6 separate regions of the Mus musculus genome follow, and all the other regions are linked to region 1. A link is a contact called in public HiChIP or PLAC-seq and promoter capture Hi-C data. All regions are on one chromosome and are shown on one strand. The core of a region is the stretch at or near the end of the contact, and the rest is flanking DNA. Distances in the headings are between cores, read along the strand shown. Region 1 holds the start of Rev1 (REV1, DNA directed polymerase). Region 2 holds the start of Cox5b (cytochrome c oxidase subunit 5B). Region 3 holds the start of Tmem131 (transmembrane protein 131). Region 4 holds the start of Rpl31 (ribosomal protein L31). Region 5 holds the start of Rnf149 (ring finger protein 149). Region 6 holds the start of Cnot11 (CCR4-NOT transcription complex, subunit 11).

Region 1 (2,700 bases), core at 12-2,511:
GTCCTGGATGGAGAGCTCCAGGTAAGCTTCCAAGTGTCCATCACAGGTAGCACTGGAAGGGCCGGAAGGGTATTCTAGCAGCATTTGCCTGGGCAAAGCCCGGTCAATATGGGAAAGCAAACTTATGGAGTCTTGCTAAGCTGAGCTAATGCGCACTCCATAGGAACAAGATTGTGGTATTATTACTCTACGTAAAGGAAGAACAGGTACTAGAGAAGCCAGAGACCAAGCAAATAATTTAAGAGCTGTTACATAGCCCTTAATAGTTACAAATCCTTTTTATGAGGTCTCTTGTTTTTATCTACATACCATTTCTACTTTATACCCAAGAAACACCAAAAAACACACGGTGAAATCCTAGGCATGTATCACCTGTAGTGTTTTTTTAAACAATCAAGGAACGATACTACAGGAAAGTCCGGGCTTTGCAAACCCGGGACAGGAAGAGTCTCCAAACAAACAAGTGCCCCCTCGGTGCACCCCGACTGTTATTATAACAGCACACCCAAGTGTGAACTGAGCACCTGTACAAACACTTGGGGACAGGTGTCCTGCACATGAAGGGGACAGATAAGTGACAAGGGAAAAGGAGTGAGAGAAACACTGCCTCCGGGATGCCTAAGAGCAAGGCAGAGGGGAGAAGCCGATGCACCGGGGACGAGCGAAGACCCGCGGCGCGGGCCCCGGGTGCCCCCTGCCACGTTCTGCAAACGCTGGCGGAGCGGACACTCGAACGCGCGAGGGAATGAATGGCCGGCCAGGCGCCGGCGCAGGAGGAACCGGTGACTTGCGACGCCAGCGGCGGGACTCGGAGGCAGGGCCGCGGGCGCCCCGATCGGCGCGCGACGGAGCGCCGGGTGTGGAGCGGGAACGGGAGGTCACGCGTTACATAACCCGGCGGCCGGAGGCGCAGGGGCGACGCGGCGCGGCAGGCAGGAGGCCTCGCGGCAGCACCGCGAGCCCCCGGCCTCGGCGCCTCGGGCCGCTCGTGCGGCGGAGGCGGGGACGGCGGAGGCTCGGTACCCCTCCCCCACCCGCCGGCCCGGGGGTCGCTCACCTTCCGCGCCGCCCCAGGCCACCATGCCCGGGCCCAGCCGCTTCCTCGGGCCTCGCGGGCGCCGCCGTCGTTCAGTGTCCTCCCCGCGGCTGAGGGGAACGCCGGGGAAGGCAACCGGTCAGGCGGCCGCCCAGCCGCACCGCACCGCACCGCGGCCCACGCTCCCTCAGTCGCTGCGCCCGCCTCGCGCCTCCGCGGCAGCTCCGCCCCTCCCCCGCCGCTCCTCTGGCGCGCGCCCGGCTCCCCCTCCCATCCACACCGCGGCCCGCTGGCCCGGCCCCGCACGCACTCACCGGGCGCGGCGCACGCGCGCTGCTCGCGCCCGGCCCGAGGCGACCCCGGCCCCGCCCTCCTCTCGCGCCGGCGCCCGCGGGGAGGGGGGGTGGAGAGCAGCGCCTCGGCTGCACGTGACCGTGCGGCTGGCTGGGCGGAGGTGGCGCGGGACCCGCCGCATCACCACGCTGCCTCCCGCCGGGGCCGGCTAGCTAATGGTGCTGCAGCGACGCGCAGCCGCGCCCCGCCGTGCCCCGCCCCGCCCCGCCCCGCCCGGGCTCCCCAGCCGCCGCGGAGGGCGCGGGTGCCGGGACTAACCGGGTAGACGACCGCGCAGGGTCGGCCGAGGCGCGAAACGCGTCGCCGCACCGCGCTCCGATTGATGTGCGGCGCCACCTAGCGGCGGCCAGGACGCTCACAGGCTAGCACATGCTCGGTCGGCGAGCGGAGAACCGCGGCCCACACGGGTCTGCGGGAATGCCAGGTCACTTGCTGGCAGCCAGCTAGGCTGTGTCCAGACACGACGTCCCTCACAATCTTACCACTGCCGGTCCTGTGCTCTACCTGCCTTTCCCACTTGCAACACACAGACCTGAAGAAAATTGCTTTCCCTTGTGATGGTTAAAAACAAACAAACAAAAACAAAAAACCAGCAGCTACACAATTTATTCGTGGATGTTAAATACACCTAGCAAAAAAGAAAAAAAACAGTCTCTTAAGGCCCATTTCCCCCGCCTCTGTAGTGTCTGTTCAATGGGAGACTGCATGGTTATTGTGATAGTCTTTATTGTTGGAATGCTCAAACATTAAGCCAACCAACTCCTCGCCCTAGACTGAACACTTTTGTTCCTTCCCCACCTTAAGACTTTTGAAAGGAGTTTGCAGGCACTTAGAAAACAGTAGTACTCTTTTTAAAACTGACTTTGCAAACCTGAGGTTCCTTTCCCAGAGAGACAGGAGATAATCGAAATCTCTCTCTCTCTTTCTGTGTATGTATATGTACATGGGAAATATATATATCTGTCTCGATTTTAACCTCTCCCCCTTTGCTCCACTTGCTCGCTCTCCTTTATGAATTCAACTTCAGTATTCCCTCCCAGCTCTGTTTCTCTGGACCCACAATTGAAGAGCTAGATACAGTGTAACTGCAGGAGTTTCAGAACGAGCTGCAACACCACCAGCTTGTGTTCGGAAATACCGCTGGGCGGGAAATGAGGCTTGTGAGGAGTTTTGAAAAACTGTCTCTACACAGCAGTTATTTCCAATGAGAAAAACACCAAAACTTTATTTTTGAGACTGAAAAATAACTTGTGAATACTTTTCCTCTTCTTTCATAATCAAAGATTACTTTTTCTGTATTTTTCTCAAGC
Region 2 (2,700 bases), core at 51-2,550, 1.4 Mb before region 1:
AAGTAAAAATGAAAACTATGCAAAGTGTAAGCCCATCTTCACAGTCAAGAAATTTGGTGCCTCATTATAGGCTATTTTTTTTTCTTGGTTGAGGGCAGCCATGAAGACCAGGTTAGTTCCTCTGAAGGAATGTTCCACCAGACCCTTTTGAAAATAACCTACAAGGGGTAGGTGACAACACCCAGGAATTTAGTCCTTTGTAGTTTTCCTCAACTTGACCTTTTGTAGTCACAAGCTCTATAAACTATATTTTTGGTCCAAGCGGCAGGATTTACTAAAAGTCATTTGATATTATTATGTCAGGCCTCTGCAAGGTACTTAAGATTTCATCACTGGGACGCAATTAGGGAAGCATAGATACTGTATGCAGCCATAGTGTTTCAGGAATGTTCCACAACGAGAATAAATCGAAGAAGCCAGTGTTTGGAAATCTAGTGAACGCTCTGCCGTGAGTTGTCAGGCTTTACCTGTGTGCAACACTGAGCAATGGAGGACGTTTTCTGTCTAAATTAGAGACTTCTGGCCACGGTGCCTATTGTCATTTCCAGTTGCATTATTAACTTTCTTTCTGTCCCTCCTCCTCCTAGTATCCTCATCGTGGTGGAGTGGCCATCAGGAGGTATCCTACATCTATGCCTCCAAAGCCCTTCTGCACCGCACCCCCCGCACCCCCCTCATCCTTGTCCCTGGGGCCAACACCATCACCTCCCATAACATTACTATAGGAGGAAAACTGAGGACGGTGCAACAGCTTTAATCCCAGCAGAGGTAACCAGATCTCTGTGAGCTTTAGACCACCCTGATCTACATAGGGAGTTAAAGGTCAGCCAGGCTACATAGTGATACCGTGCTTAAAAAACAAAACAAAACAGAGTGGAGGAGGGAATTGAGGCTAAGACTGTGTGTGTGGGGGGGTGTACTGTCAATTTCTGACGGAGTGGGCCATTGCAACAATTTGGTAACAACTAAAGCTGTCTGCAGTCTCGAACCCGTGGCTAACAGGCATAACAAACACAACAGGCTTCCTGAGCTCACGCCCAAGGTTGTATGATTCGTGGTGGAAGCCCTTGACTGCGGGAACTTCGGCTTCCACAGCACCTCCACTACAAGAACTACTATGTGGCTGGGACACTGGGCGCGAACACTCAAGCGGACAGGTCATGAACCCGAAAGCCGCTAGCTGTCAGGGTGACTGACGCCACGCCCCGGAGGCGGCGGGAGTCTGCGCGGCCCACGAAGAGGCAGAACTGCGCATGTGCGGCGTCTACTTTTAGCGCTGCTTCGGCTGGTCGGGGCAGGAAGCGGAAGACTGACCGGGCGTTGTTAGACTCCCACCAACGGAAGTCCCGCCCATCTTGCTCAGCCTGTTCCCGGAAGTGCATCTGCTTGTCTCGGGCGAGATGGCTTCAAGGTTACTTCGCGGAGTGGGCGCTTTGGCGGCGCAGGCCCTGAGGGCCCACGGCCCCCGTGGCGCGGCCGTGACCCGCTCCATGGCTTCTGGAGGTACGTGACCAGCTGGGCGGGACAGGCCGGTGTCCATGGCCTCCGGCGTGGTTGGTGATGGGCGGTCGAGCGGGGTCGGCCATTAGCGTTCTCTCGAGCCCTGCTGACCACCTTAGGCTCCGGGAGCCGGCGCTCTGTCCGGTCTTGCTGTAATTTCGGCCGCCCACCCGATCGAACCCGCTTTCAAAGTGCCCTCACTGGAAGGTGCCGGGTGACCTTGGAACACAAGGACTTGGAGGGCTGAAAAAGCGCTGGACCAACATTCAAATCCCTTGCCCGCCACCAGCCAGTATACTCTCATGACTTGATTGTAGGGAAAGTCGACAACCAAGCTTCCGCGGTGGGAAGGGAAAAACGGTATGGCTTGGGAGTCATGCCTCAGTGGGCTTAGGGGACTGTGGGAATGGGTAGCTTGGGAACCCACCAAAGAAGCGGATAACGTCACCTTTCCCGTGTTGATCTTTTTATCGTGTATCCATCGTGGTCATATCAATTGCCGTAGCTCATTTTTCTTCTTCTAGGTGGTGTCCCCACTGATGAGGAGCAGGCTACTGGGCTGGAGAGGGAGATCATGATAGCAGCACAGAAGGGACTGGTAAGGAGAAATGCTGTGTCCTCTGGAGCCCTGGGGCTTGGATGGGATTAGAGGAGTTCCTGTCAGCCAGCGTCTGGTCCTGACAACCCAGCTTGTAGGAACGGCCCTTTTGCAGTGCAGTGGCAGGCGTTATCTGTCATAAATAGTCAACTCTTGTCTCTTTCAGGACCCATACAATATGCTACCTCCAAAGGCAGCTTCAGGCACCAAGGAAGACCCTAATCTAGTCCCGTCCATCAGCAACAAGAGAATAGTGGGCTGCATCTGTAAGCACTTTGTTTTTATTTTCTGGCCCATTTGTTTATAACCTGCCTCACAGAATGTCTATAAATTGCTTCAGATATGTGTGTATGATGGACTGTATGTGTGTAAAAATGTAAATATGTGTATACATTGTTGTAAGGGTTGTTGACTGTCTTAAGTCTCAGTATGCATGAGAAGTCACAGAAGGCAGATGACCCTGGAGCTGTAGTTACAAGCAAGGCTGTGAGCCACTTTGCTGTGGCTACTGGGAATTGAACTCAGGTCCTCTGGAAGAGCAGTCCATGCTTTTAATTGCTGAACTATCTTTCCAGCCCAGATTATTTACACACACACACACA
Region 3 (2,700 bases), core at 58-2,557, 1.2 Mb before region 1:
AGTTTTCTTCTTAGGGAAAAAAAAAAGCAGCATTCACTGTGAATTAATTCATGAAGGTTCTGTGACTGCTCACACTTCTCCTTGGGCTCACGTTCAGAAACAGGTAGTCCAGAACACCCCCACCCCCAAATTAGTCTTCAAGACTGCAAAGTAATTTCTGATCTTGTCAAAGTACCAGTTTTACAACCTTACAATATTAGAGGAGTTATTAAAACTGGAGTGCGGCTTCAATTGTGAGTTACAGGTGAAGGGTGTGCAAGCTGGGAACTTGACATTCGTTTCTAAGGGCTCACACATCAAAGAGAAAGGCACCGAATTACGTGAGGATATTAAAGCAGAAATGGAAACCGGCTTCCAGTAGCTTACTAGAGGCAAATGAGAGTCTATTTAGGGCTAATAACAAACGATCCTCCATACCGCAAAGGGATAGTGAAGAAGGATACTAAGGAAACAAGAGCCTCTTCAAAGAGATGTCCCAGCAAATAGAAATTTTATAAGCCGTGTATTGAAGCCTTTCCACCAGTCTCGCTTTTTTTTTTTCTTCTTTTTTAACCACCGCATTTTAAAGTGAGCTCGGTCCGCATGCCCAAATTAAAACCTGACAAAGGGAAAACAAGAAAAGCGTCCCGCGATCGACCTAGCAGGAGCCACCAAGAAGCCTAAAAGCGGGGTGCCTCCTCGCATAGCGGGCCAAGTGGCAAGAACCTACAAGAGAGCTCGGGAAGTTTTATGGGCACTGACAGTAGACGAGGGAAAGACCGGGACACGGTGAGGGGAAAGGAATCACGGAGCAGCGGCAGAGCCGCGGCGCGCGGCCGACGCGGCAGCTCGCCGAACCCCGAGTCGCCGGCTCGGGACGGGGCTCGACCCAGCAACTTCGCGCCGGCGCCCGTCGCGGGCCTCCCTCTGCCGCCTGTCGCCCGCCGCCCGCCGCCGGCAACCCACCTTCCTTCTCGGCCCGCGCCGCGGCCACCACGAGGGTCATCACCAGGTGCAGCGCTCCCAGGAGGCCCGCGGCTGCGCTCCGAGGACCCCCGCCTCGGCCAGCCGCGGGCTCCAGCCCGGCCGCGGAGGACGTGGAGGCGGCGGCGGCGGCGGCGGCTGCTCCTCCCGCCCGCTTCCCCATCCTGGCGGGCCGGGGGCCGCCGAGCTCGAGGTCCTGCGCGACCCTTCTCCGCGAGGCGACGGCAGCGGCGCGGGAGCCGTGGTCCGGGCTATGGCCGCGGTGCCCGAGGAGAGAGCGGTTGTGGGCCCAGAGCTCGGGCTCCCGGCGTGGGTCTGGGTCGGTGCGTGCGTGGGAGCGAGAGTGTCAGTCACAGTCTCGGCATCGGCATCGCCTACGAAGAGCCGGAACGGAGAGGCCGCGGGTCAGGCACGGCGGGCGGCCATACTGGAAACGGGCAAGGGCCGCGGGCCCCGGCGCTGGCCTCTAAGGGGCGGGGCAGAGCGCAGGGGCCCGCCCCCTCCGTGCCAATACCTGGGCGGCCCGCCGGTTCGCGTGCTCCCCGTGGACTCCGTGAGCTCCGGCTCCTCGCCCCGCCCTCAGAATCACACGGGCTTCACCGACCGGACGGGCCGGGGCGGCCAACCGCACCCTGTCACTGCCGCACGGCCCGGGAGAAGGAGGGAGAGGGACCCGGGCCGGCCAGGAGTTAAGATGGCGGCCGGAGCTTCACGGAGGCAATGACGGCAGTCACGTGGGAGATAGGGTAGCCACGCTGCGCAGCCGCTTTGGTGCGTGGGCGGGGCCCGGCCGCGCCTCCGACGCCGGGACAAACCCGGGTCTAGTGGTACTGCAATGTCCGAGCCTTTCAGAGGGCTGAGTGCGCATCCGGAGCCCAGCGCCGACAGTCCGTGCCAGTGATTTCTCGGGTCGCACCTCTGCCTCTCGGTGGCTTTGACGTGGGAAGTGTTCAGGGTCCGATTCAATTTCTTGCAGTGCTTCCTTAAGAACGGGGGACCCGCCCTCTTTACATTTGTGTCTTCCAAAGCGTACCCAAGAGGGACTTAATGGAACCTTCGTACCTCTTGTTCACAGGAAGCCCTTTTTATGCAGTTTCTTTGCTTGCTTGTATTTGGAAACTTACCATGTGTGTAAAAAGCATTAGTTGGGGCGGGGTGGAGGAACAAGGCGAGGTGTGCCAGAAATCAGACTGGGTTTTCTCTGTCTTGGAATGATCAATATGTTTCTATGCGCATACTCCTTTCAAAGGCCAAAATCAAAGATGGTGTGTCTTAGTCTCCTGTAAGAAGCACCTCATGTCTCCCAGGTTAAAGTTTGAGTGTGTGTGTGTGTTTTTCTGTGTGTCTGTTTGCTCGATACAAGTCTTAATCTAGGCCCTTTGGGGAAGGGGAAGGAAGGATATTGTCACAGTTTGGTAGCCTGGTCACTTCCCCCCAGAGCCTAGCCCCAGAGTCTTTTTTTGCTTTTCTCAGCTTTTGGTTGAGTTAGTCGATCTATTTAAAAGGCCACATTTGCCTATTGCATGTCTTAGAACAAACTAGAAAAGAAAATGGGATTTCAGAAAACCTTTTTTAAAAGGTACTCAACGTTCTTCCTTCTGCTGTCGTCCTGTTTGTGAAGCAAACATGTAAATTAATAATACATTTTGAAGGCGTCCTCACCCCCGATGGCTTTTGGTTTGCCCCCCACCCCCACCCCCAAGGCATTCTCCTTCTGTAGCCTAGGTTGACCTAGAA
Region 4 (2,700 bases), core at 162-2,661, 1.2 Mb after region 1:
CTCAGATGGACTTCATATTATGGAGATAAATAGCCTTGCTTTTCTGTAGAAAAGCTCATTAGAAATGAGGCAGGGGAATTTTTTTTCCTTTTTGATTTTTTAGCTTAATCATGTGTGGACGGATATGTCTAGTTTATTGACTCCTTAAATTATTCATGTTTTACTTTTAGTATGAAGTCAGGAACTCACAGCCTTTTATAAACTCAGCTTTTCTAATTAACCATTATTTATTAACCATAACTAATTATCATTTCTTGCTCAAGTCAGCACACTCTGACTAGTGGGCTCCTCTGTCTTCTTGCTAAAGATCCCAAATTCACATTTTCATATTCTCTTTATAGCCCTTCCTCCCTCTCCCTCCCTCAGTCTCTACTCTCCCCTTCCCTCTCTCCTCCCCTTACTCTTGGATCTAGTCTCATTGTGTAGCCAAGACTGGCCTCTGTGTAGTCCGTCCTTAATTTGGCATCCTCTTGCTCTGCCTCCTGAATGCATCGCTCCAGACTTCCTTTTAAATTATTTTTGAGTGGCTCTGCTTGGGAGATTGCGTTGCAATTTTCTGAGCTCAACCCCAGTACCAATCAGCACTCCCATAGAACCCCTTCTGGTTTGGATTCTCTAAGAACTAGAACCGAGCCTGTCTGCTCCTTTCCTCCTAGCCCCACTGAGAAGTCATCAGATATTGTCAAGCGTGTTTAGCCCACTACAGTCAAGGATATCTCGAACTCCTGATCACCTAACTCAACCCACAAAGTTCTGGGATCACAGGTGTGCACCACCACACGTGGCTGTGGACACTATTTTCTTAAGAGAGAGAGAGCAGTTGCCTGTCCACCCCAAGTCTGACCTTTGGGGAATCCAAAGGCCCCAGCATCCCTTAGCCAAAGGAGGCAGAGACATAGGTTCCTTGTAAGATCGTGGAGTTTCTGCCTGCCTGTCTTCTTGCCTGTGAGATCCTGAAACTTGCTCATTGCTGAAACTCCAATAGACAGGCTATTCGGACATGTTTAGATTCGGAGATCTATTTTCTACGGACGTGCCTGGCATTTCCGTGGGCATTTTCGACTTGGAAAATAAATTCTTTTGTTGTCGTCTCGGTCATTCCGGGGACCTTCCGCCAAGCACAGTATCTAATAGATTAAACAAACGTAGAGTGAGTGAGCGAGTGCACCCGAAAAACTGGAGTATCTTCCCTCCCGGCCGGGCGTTCCGAATCCGGGTTCGGGTTGGGATTTAAATCCCATCCCGCACCTCCACTGCTCAAGGCAGATTGCAAGAAGACTGACAAGATCGACCCCGCCCTGGGCCCGCCCTGGGTCCGCCCCATGCCGCTCGCTCCGCCCCTGACGCGCGCTGTATTTACGCCCCAGCCTAACTCCTAACTTCCCTCGCCACACCTCTTCCTCCTCGCCTCCCCGTGACCCGGAAGTTGTACGGCTACGCGACTTTCCCTCCCACAAACCCTCGCGCCCTTCCTTTCCTACTTGGGCCCGGCAGAGTGAGTATGGCTGCGGGGTCGCGGCTCTGAAATCCGGCGCCATCCGCGCCCGGCGCGGGACGGGCAGGCTCGGTGGGGTTTGTCCCGCGCCGCGCGGAGGCTCTGCGGTCCGGGGCGGTGGGAGGACGGCCTGCGGGGTACGGGTGCACCTTAGCTCGGGCTTGGGCTTTCCCACTACCTGCTTAGAGCCTCCCTCCCTGTCGCCTGCGTCTAGATGGCTCCCGCAAAGAAGGGTGGCGAGAAGAAGAAGGGCCGTTCTGCCATCAACGAGGTGGTGACCCGAGAATACACCATCAACATTCACAAGCGCATCCATGGAGTGTGAGTACCGGGCGGGCGGTGTGGCCCGCGACCCCCTTCGGGCTCCGGCCGGGCTGGGCTGTCACCCGCGAGCCTTGCTTACAGACTGGGTGCTCTAGAGGGCAAGCGGGTTTATTCCGGTGTGGTTGTGTGTACGTGGAAGGTGTGCGGGGTTTGGCTTGCACGGCAACCGGCTAGGAAATGGAGACTGGAGGCTGTGATGGAGTTTGAGGGAGCGGTTAGACTTGGGGAAGGTTGGTGGTGCTAAAACGTGAGTTCTGGTAATCCGGACGTGTAAAAGGAAAGTCAGTGACTTGTACGCTGCAGGAAAGTGGCCGGTTACTACCTCAAGTGCGAAATACGATTTTTTTTTTCGTCGTCCGATTATACAGATTTGTGCAAATTCGGGGCAAGTTGTAGTAAAGTGGCGGTTACAGAGAGTGATTGCGGTCCTTATTTGTACACGACCTATCTGCATTTGCGTTCCAGCCCTAGAGCTTGAGTTCTTGGACTTGATGGTTTAGTATTTTCGGAGAGATTTTGCCGGGTTGAAATGTGTGTCTGCACCTAGTGGGTTGCCCCAAGGTCTTTGCCCGGTATGAATACTGCTGGTGGTCGGCCACGTTCCTTCCTCTATGGTTGGGCATATTAAGCACTATGAAGCACTATTTAGGCCTGTGACAAAGTGAAAGTAGGCCACAAGTTAAAGGTGGTGTGGGTGTTGCCCAGTATGTGGAAGGAAGAGTCGCTCTCAGGTGAAAGGTACTCTTTAAAAGCAGCCTTGAATAGAGCATTGTAGAAGCGAGTCGTACCCCCCCCCCAGGCCTTTTGTATTTTGTTGATAAGGCCCTATGTGAGAATCTCTAGCCTCCTTCATTCTTTGGTAATTTCTTGGTCCCCATTGT
Region 5 (2,700 bases), core at 52-2,551, 1.4 Mb after region 1:
GAGAACAAAAATGCAGTACAGGAAGAAAGATGTCTTAGCTAGTAGCAGAAACTTAAAAACCCTAATCACAGGAAATTCAGAATGAGTCAACCGTGTGATGCCTAAAGCTAATGTGATCTTAGAAGGCACAAGAGAAACACAATCAAATTCTGGGTCCCCGGAGAGAACTCTGTCCCAAGGATGACATTTTGCAAACTCATCCTTGTCTGTCCCCTGGAACAGCGTGTTTAGAGGTGGCCTCCTGACAGAGGTAGCAAGGCCTTTCTTTCCTTCAATGAAAACAGTTTAAAAAAAAAAATTCATCTGAATTCAAACTGTCCAAACCAGGAGCTAGTGCGATCACCCTACATGCGTCGAGAGAGAAACTACAGCAAGAAAACCCAGGTTTTTTGATCCAGGGTTTTGAAAACACTCATATTCGCCTCATCGAGAGGAAGAAACCACATCGAGTAGCCACTTTAGGTTGGTGAAGAGACAATGCGAGCCTGGCGGCGCCAGCCGTCCACTCCTACACACTCTCCACTCAACCAACTTTGGGAGTCCGTGAGCCGACCTTAGGAAGCGACCCGGGTTCGGGAATCTGTAGAGTTACTGAACTCCGTAGGACCTGCCACCGGTGTGTTTGCTACTCCCCGGCCGAGGGCCCTTCCCAGCTTTCTCACCCTCCCGAGGTGAAGCTCCGATCCTGCAGCGTGTGCACGCACTTCCCTCTCCACACCACCCGGGGAACCACCAGGCTCGCCCCGGCCGCGGCCAGCGGCCCAGCGCCCGGCCTGCTCACCCGCGTGAGACATGGGCTCGGTGGCGTTCCCGTTGCTCTCCAGGTTGTAGACCACCACGGCCGAGGCGTTCCTCCGCGCCGCCGCCAGCACCTTGTCCTTGAAGGTGCAGCCGCCTCGCGCCACCAGCGCCACCCAGGGCGCGTTGCCGAGGGCGCCGGGCGCCACGAAGCGCGTGTCGGGCGCGCAGCCCTCCGCGGGCGCGGGCGCGCGCGGGACGCCCACCAGGCCCTGCCTCTCCTCCCGGAGCGAGCTTTCTCCGAAGCGGCCGCTCTCCGACACGCTCCACACCGTCAGGTTCGACTGCGGGTCCACGTATTCGATGCTCACCATGGCCGAGTACCACTCGAGCGCCCCGCCGCCCACCCCGGGAGTACACAAGGCCAGCGCCAGCACCGCGAGTGCGTCCCGGGCTCCCACGCCGGCCGCGGGCCGCCGCCGCGCCGCCATGGCCGCCCGGCCGGGCTACTGAGGAAGAAGAGCGCGAGTCAGAACGAGGCGACTCACTCCAGGCTGGCCCACAGCTTTGAGGAGACGGCGGCGGCTCGCGAGAGACCGCCGAGCGCGGCGGGGGCGGACCCGCGGCGCACGCGCACCTGGAGGGGCGTGACCGGGGCGTGGCGACGGAAGGGGTGGGGCCCTGCCCGCGGGCGTGAGGAGTGCGCAGGCGCCAGGGTCTGTGCCGCAGGGCTGTGGGCGGCCGAGCTGAAGCTTGCAGATGCTGCAGAGAGTTGTGCAACCCTGCTGCCAGAGTCCCCAAGTCTGGGGAAGTTTGTGCGCTCCGGGTCGGCCAGCGTGGGACTGCGGTTGTGTAAAGTTTCTCAGAGGGTGGAGTTGACTGTGCAAGGCACGCGGCAAAAGCCTGGCTGCCTAAACCACTTAAACAAACAAGCAAACAACAACAAAAACCACTAAGTCAAGTTGTCCAGATGCCTTTTGTTACAAACTCTGTAATATATTAAATTCTTTGTTGCTCTTTTCTCAATGGTTGCCTTCGAGCCCTTTCTTCCTTCTCCTTAGTTTATGTGTGCCTCTGTTTGGACGAAGACGAAGGTGCTACATTAATCAAAAGGGGGGAAAAAGGGGAAAGGATTTGTTTGGAGGTAAATGGTGGCTGATAGATAGTCCTTCGACAACACAGTGGGTGGATACTTTCAGTGTACCATTAAAAGATCCTGAACACACTAAACATAGTTAAATGCAAGTATGGTAACTCTGCTCCGGTAAAATCTTGAGTAGAGCTGAGATTTGAGATGCTCTGGTAGATCAACCCCAGCGAACCTGAAAGGTATTTCCTTTGAAGAATGTGAAGTCTGACTAGACCCGAATAAACACAGGAGATCTCTCCATAACGCTGAGGAGACATCACACCCGAGTTACCAAATATCAAAAGACATTTAAAATACCTCTTCATATATGAGCTACTGAATATCAAAATGTATTTAAACCTAAGAAGTGGACACTTAAGTGATGGACTTAATGCATAGCTATACATTGTTAGGCACTATTCTGAAGACATACACACACAGGCATATACTGTGACAGACCTTCAACTCATCCCTAAGCCTGACTTATATTATCCTTTTTATCTGAGGGGCCTCAGGTCACCTCACAGATCTCTGTTGTATTGGTCAAACCAGTTTCTCCTGAGAACCAGTTCTATAAAGGAACACCAAGTCTTTAATTACACTGGACTTTCAGCAGAGGCCTGCTTCGATTCTGATGGAGCAACTGAACTCATGATTTCAAAACTCACTCACTATGCCGTTGTGCTGCCGCATTTCTGAACCATGTTCCCTGTGAGGCTTGCTCATGTTGTTTCCCCCTCTTTACTCAGTGTGAGCAAATGCCAAAAGTCCCCTTTGTGTGGCAATAAACTGTGTGATTCGTGAAATCATCGTCAGTCTCTTTATTTCTACCA
Region 6 (2,700 bases), core at 7-2,506, 1.4 Mb after region 1:
ATCTTAGTGGAAATCAGCTCTATTGGCGGGTAACGTGCTGTGCTCAAATACCTTAAAACATCTCGAAACACCCATACTGTACTAACATTTAAGTTATCAACTAACAATAAGTTATGACAATAACTAGCATGAGTGGGTTTTAGTATGATTAGTTGTCATAGAGCATCCAATGTAAAAAGGCTCAAAGAGAACATAGTTGACTAATTAGTAGTAGTAGTAGTAGTAGTAGTAGTAGTAGTAGTAGTAGTAGTAGAAGAGGTAATTTGAATCATTTGCCCCGTTTGGCAAGCTATATTTTCTGCTGATTGCAATGTTCATTGGCAGAACCCCTCCACAGGTTTAACAGTAAACTAAAGAGGCCTTTAAAATATGCGCCATACCCATCACCTGTTCCTGAAGATTTCCTTGAGAACTTCAGCGGTAAATAGAAAACTTTCAGCTGCCGAAGAGTTTTAGCACAGGGTAGCTAGCAGGTGACGCTGATGACAGTCGCTCGGTTTCTGTAACTCTAGAGTGGATACTAGTCACCACCGGAGCATAGGGGTGGGGAGCGGGCAGCGGTGCCTTTGAAACAGATCACAGGGGACCAGGTCCAGGAGGCTGGTATGTAAAGAAATTTCCAGGGTTTTCCAGTGTTCAGCCAAGGCGTCCAGAAAAAGTGCCCTAGGGCAGGCTAAGGAAAAAGAAGCACTGCAAACGATTTTGTAAACGAATATTTCTCGAGACAGTTTTCTCAGATTTTTTTTTTTCTTTCTTTTTAGACCAGGCTGGCCTCGAACTCACAGGGGTTCGTCTGCCTCTGCCTCCCTGGTGCCGGCCTCGCCTAGATTTTTGTTCACATAACCAAACGTTTATGTGCGGTACGACCCCATCTCTGAGAATACGAGCAAGGCTCGAAATTTAAACTGTTTCTGAGAATCCTGTTTTCATTGGTATTTACAAGAAATGAGCCGTCAAGGATGCTCTATCAGACCAGTTAGCATCTAAGACCTAGTTTCCAAATTATAACTTAGGCAATATTGACTGGGCAGGTTTGGCGCCACCCTGTCACCCAAGGATCGCTTCTGAGGGCTTTAAGGGCAATTAACGGCGGTCTCTACATCACTCAGGCAGGGAAGGACCACTCGGACAGCTCAGAGACCACGCGGCCCCGCCCTCCACGGCGCCCCGCCCCCTTCCGGACACGGCGCCCCGCCCACTCGCGTCTCCGGAACCTCCGCTCGGCCAGCGTCGTCGGTCTGTCGGCCCTGTGTCTCCGTTCCGCTCGTCTGACTTAGGCACTGTTTTTGTTTGCGACGCTGTCGCGGAAGGGTGCGCTTTACGGCCGCGGGAGGACGCAGCGAGTCGGCGCCTTGGGCCTCTCGGCCGGGAAGCGGGGTAGGCGGGCGAGGTTGATGCCCGGCGGCGGGGCGAGCACGGCGTCTGGCCGGCTTCTCTCCTCAGCGGATCCCAGAGGGGCGCGGGAGGCAGCGGCGTTCCGGAGCGGCCCGGCGGGCTCGAGCGGAGGCCGAGGCGGAGCAGGCGGCCCTGGGCCAGGGATTGGAGGCCCCGCGGGCAGGATGAGCCTGACCCCGAAGGAGCTCTCGAGCCTGCTGAGCATCATCTCGGAGGAGGCGGGCGGCGGCAGCACCTTCGAGGGCCTGTCCACCGCCTTCCACCACTACTTCAGCAAGGCCGACCACTTCCGCCTGGGCTCGGTGCTGGTGATGCTGCTGCAGCAGCCGGACCTGCTGCCTAGCGCGGCGCAGCGCCTCACGGCGCTCTACCTGCTCTGGGAGATGTACCGCACCGAGCCGCTCGCCGCCAACCCGTTCGCGGCCAGCTTCGCGCACCTGCTCAACCCGGCGCCGCCCGCCCGCGGCGGCCAGGAGCCCGACCGGCCCCCGCTCTCAGGTACGTCCCGCAGCCAGCCGTGCGGGCGCAGCCAGCTGTTCTGGGGTGGGGGTGGGAGGGGGGTCGTCAGCTAGGGACATTCAGCCTCCTTGGAGGGGATCGACCCTCCCTCCTTTTCCATACTTTCTTTCCCTAAAATAGGGGAGAGATAGAAGTTGCAAGTTTTGTTTTTTTGGTTTTTTTTTTTTTTCAAATTCACTACACTCCAGATGATCCCTCCCAATCGAAAAAGCCAACACATCGTACAAGCCCACAAACGGGCTGGACATATTTTAGTATGCCAGATACGGTTCATTCTTGATTGTAAGGTCCTGAGGTATGCGAAGTTACAGCCAATGGCACTGAGTTTACCCCCTTTTTAAGCCTCCGAGTAAAGAAGTCGGTATTAAGAACCTGAGGTTGAAGTCCACATCACCACAATATCTAAAGTCTTTGCAGCCAACTCCTTGGTTAGCTGTAATGTCGCGTGAGGAGAGGATGAAGTCGTTTCTAATTAACCATTCAAAGATGCATGTGTCCTGGGCAGTATTGTGGAATGTTTGCTTTTGCAGCATTGCTAAGATCAGGCATAGATTACACCTGAGGATGCGCCCCTAAATTTGGTGCTGTGGATGGAACCCAGGGTCACTTCCTCTATACCATGAGCCTCGTCCAGGACTCTGGGACAGCTGTACCACTCACAGGCTGACATACATGTACATATGTACATATATATAGATATAGAGATAGAGATAGAGATATAGATATACACACACATATACATATATATATAATTTTTAAAGTATGTTTAAATTTGTAGGAATCTAA

Evidence for each region. Promoter capture Hi-C pulls out the DNA fragments that hold promoters and counts their contacts. HiChIP or PLAC-seq counts read pairs in DNA pulled down with a chosen protein or histone mark.
Region 2: a contact with region 1 is called in a promoter capture Hi-C map of liver, with 2.6 times the contacts expected there. The contact joins the promoter of Cox5b here to the promoter of Rev1 in region 1. A contact is called at or near these places in 3 of 39 promoter capture datasets (liver and pre-B cells) and 1 of 115 datasets of contacts at active chromatin or transcription factors (astrocytes).
Region 3: a promoter capture Hi-C map of hematopoietic stem and progenitor cells shows a contact between it and region 1, with 3 times the contacts expected there. The contact joins the promoter of Tmem131 here to the promoter of Rev1 in region 1. A contact is called at or near these places in 2 of 39 promoter capture datasets (hematopoietic stem and progenitor cells and liver) and 1 of 115 datasets of contacts at active chromatin or transcription factors (astrocytes).
Region 4: a contact with region 1 is called in a promoter capture Hi-C map of liver, with 3 times the contacts expected there. The contact joins the promoter of Rpl31 here to the promoter of Rev1 in region 1. A contact is called at or near these places in 6 of 39 promoter capture datasets (3T3-L1-derived adipocytes, the C10 cell line, embryonic stem cells and 2 more), 3 of 484 Hi-C or Micro-C datasets (the G1E-ER4 cell line, embryonic stem cells and regulatory T cells), 1 of 115 datasets of contacts at active chromatin or transcription factors (astrocytes) and 2 of 9 other capture datasets (adipose tissue and pancreatic islet).
Region 5: an H3K27ac HiChIP or PLAC-seq map of extraembryonic endoderm stem cells shows a contact between it and region 1, with 15 times the contacts expected there. The contact joins the promoter of Rnf149 here to the promoter of Rev1 in region 1. A contact is called at or near these places in 4 of 39 promoter capture datasets (cranial neural crest, frontonasal cranial neural crest, liver and 1 more) and 2 of 115 datasets of contacts at active chromatin or transcription factors (the 230-238 cell line and extraembryonic endoderm stem cells).
Region 6: a contact with region 1 is called in a promoter capture Hi-C map of hippocampal neurons, with 5 times the contacts expected there. The contact joins the promoter of Cnot11 here to the promoter of Rev1 in region 1. A contact is called at or near these places in 4 of 39 promoter capture datasets (hippocampal neurons, liver and pre-B cells), 2 of 484 Hi-C or Micro-C datasets (both in embryonic stem cells), 5 of 115 datasets of contacts at active chromatin or transcription factors (astrocytes, embryonic forebrain, embryonic stem cells and 2 more) and 1 of 9 other capture datasets (adipose tissue).

What each region holds. Positions count from the first base shown.
Region 1 is chr1:38,128,405-38,131,104 of GRCm38.p6, forward strand. It overlaps Rev1 (REV1, DNA directed polymerase), which reads right to left and starts at 1,262. Exons shown (of 23, transcript NM_019570.4): 1 at 1,058-1,262.
Region 2 is chr1:36,690,187-36,692,886 of GRCm38.p6, forward strand. It overlaps Cox5b (cytochrome c oxidase subunit 5B), which reads left to right and starts at 1,301. Exons shown (of 4, transcript NM_009942.2): 1 at 1,301-1,503; 2 at 2,025-2,098; 3 at 2,265-2,364. The coding sequence starts at 1,401.
Region 3 is chr1:36,938,220-36,940,919 of GRCm38.p6, forward strand. Tmem131 (transmembrane protein 131) reads right to left here and starts at 1,308. Exons shown (of 41, transcript NM_018872.2): 1 at 946-1,308. The coding sequence starts at 1,126.
Region 4 is chr1:39,366,440-39,369,139 of GRCm38.p6, forward strand. Rpl31 (ribosomal protein L31) reads left to right here and starts at 1,412. Exons shown (of 4, transcript NM_001252218.1): 1 at 1,412-1,816. The coding sequence starts at 1,710.
Region 5 is chr1:39,576,046-39,578,745 of GRCm38.p6, forward strand. It overlaps Rnf149 (ring finger protein 149), which reads right to left and starts at 1,302. Exons shown (of 7, transcript NM_001033135.3): 1 at 782-1,302. The coding sequence starts at 1,229.
Region 6 is chr1:39,534,445-39,537,144 of GRCm38.p6, forward strand. It overlaps Cnot11 (CCR4-NOT transcription complex, subunit 11), which reads left to right and starts at 1,257. Exons shown (of 7, transcript NM_028043.3): 1 at 1,257-1,893. The coding sequence starts at 1,395.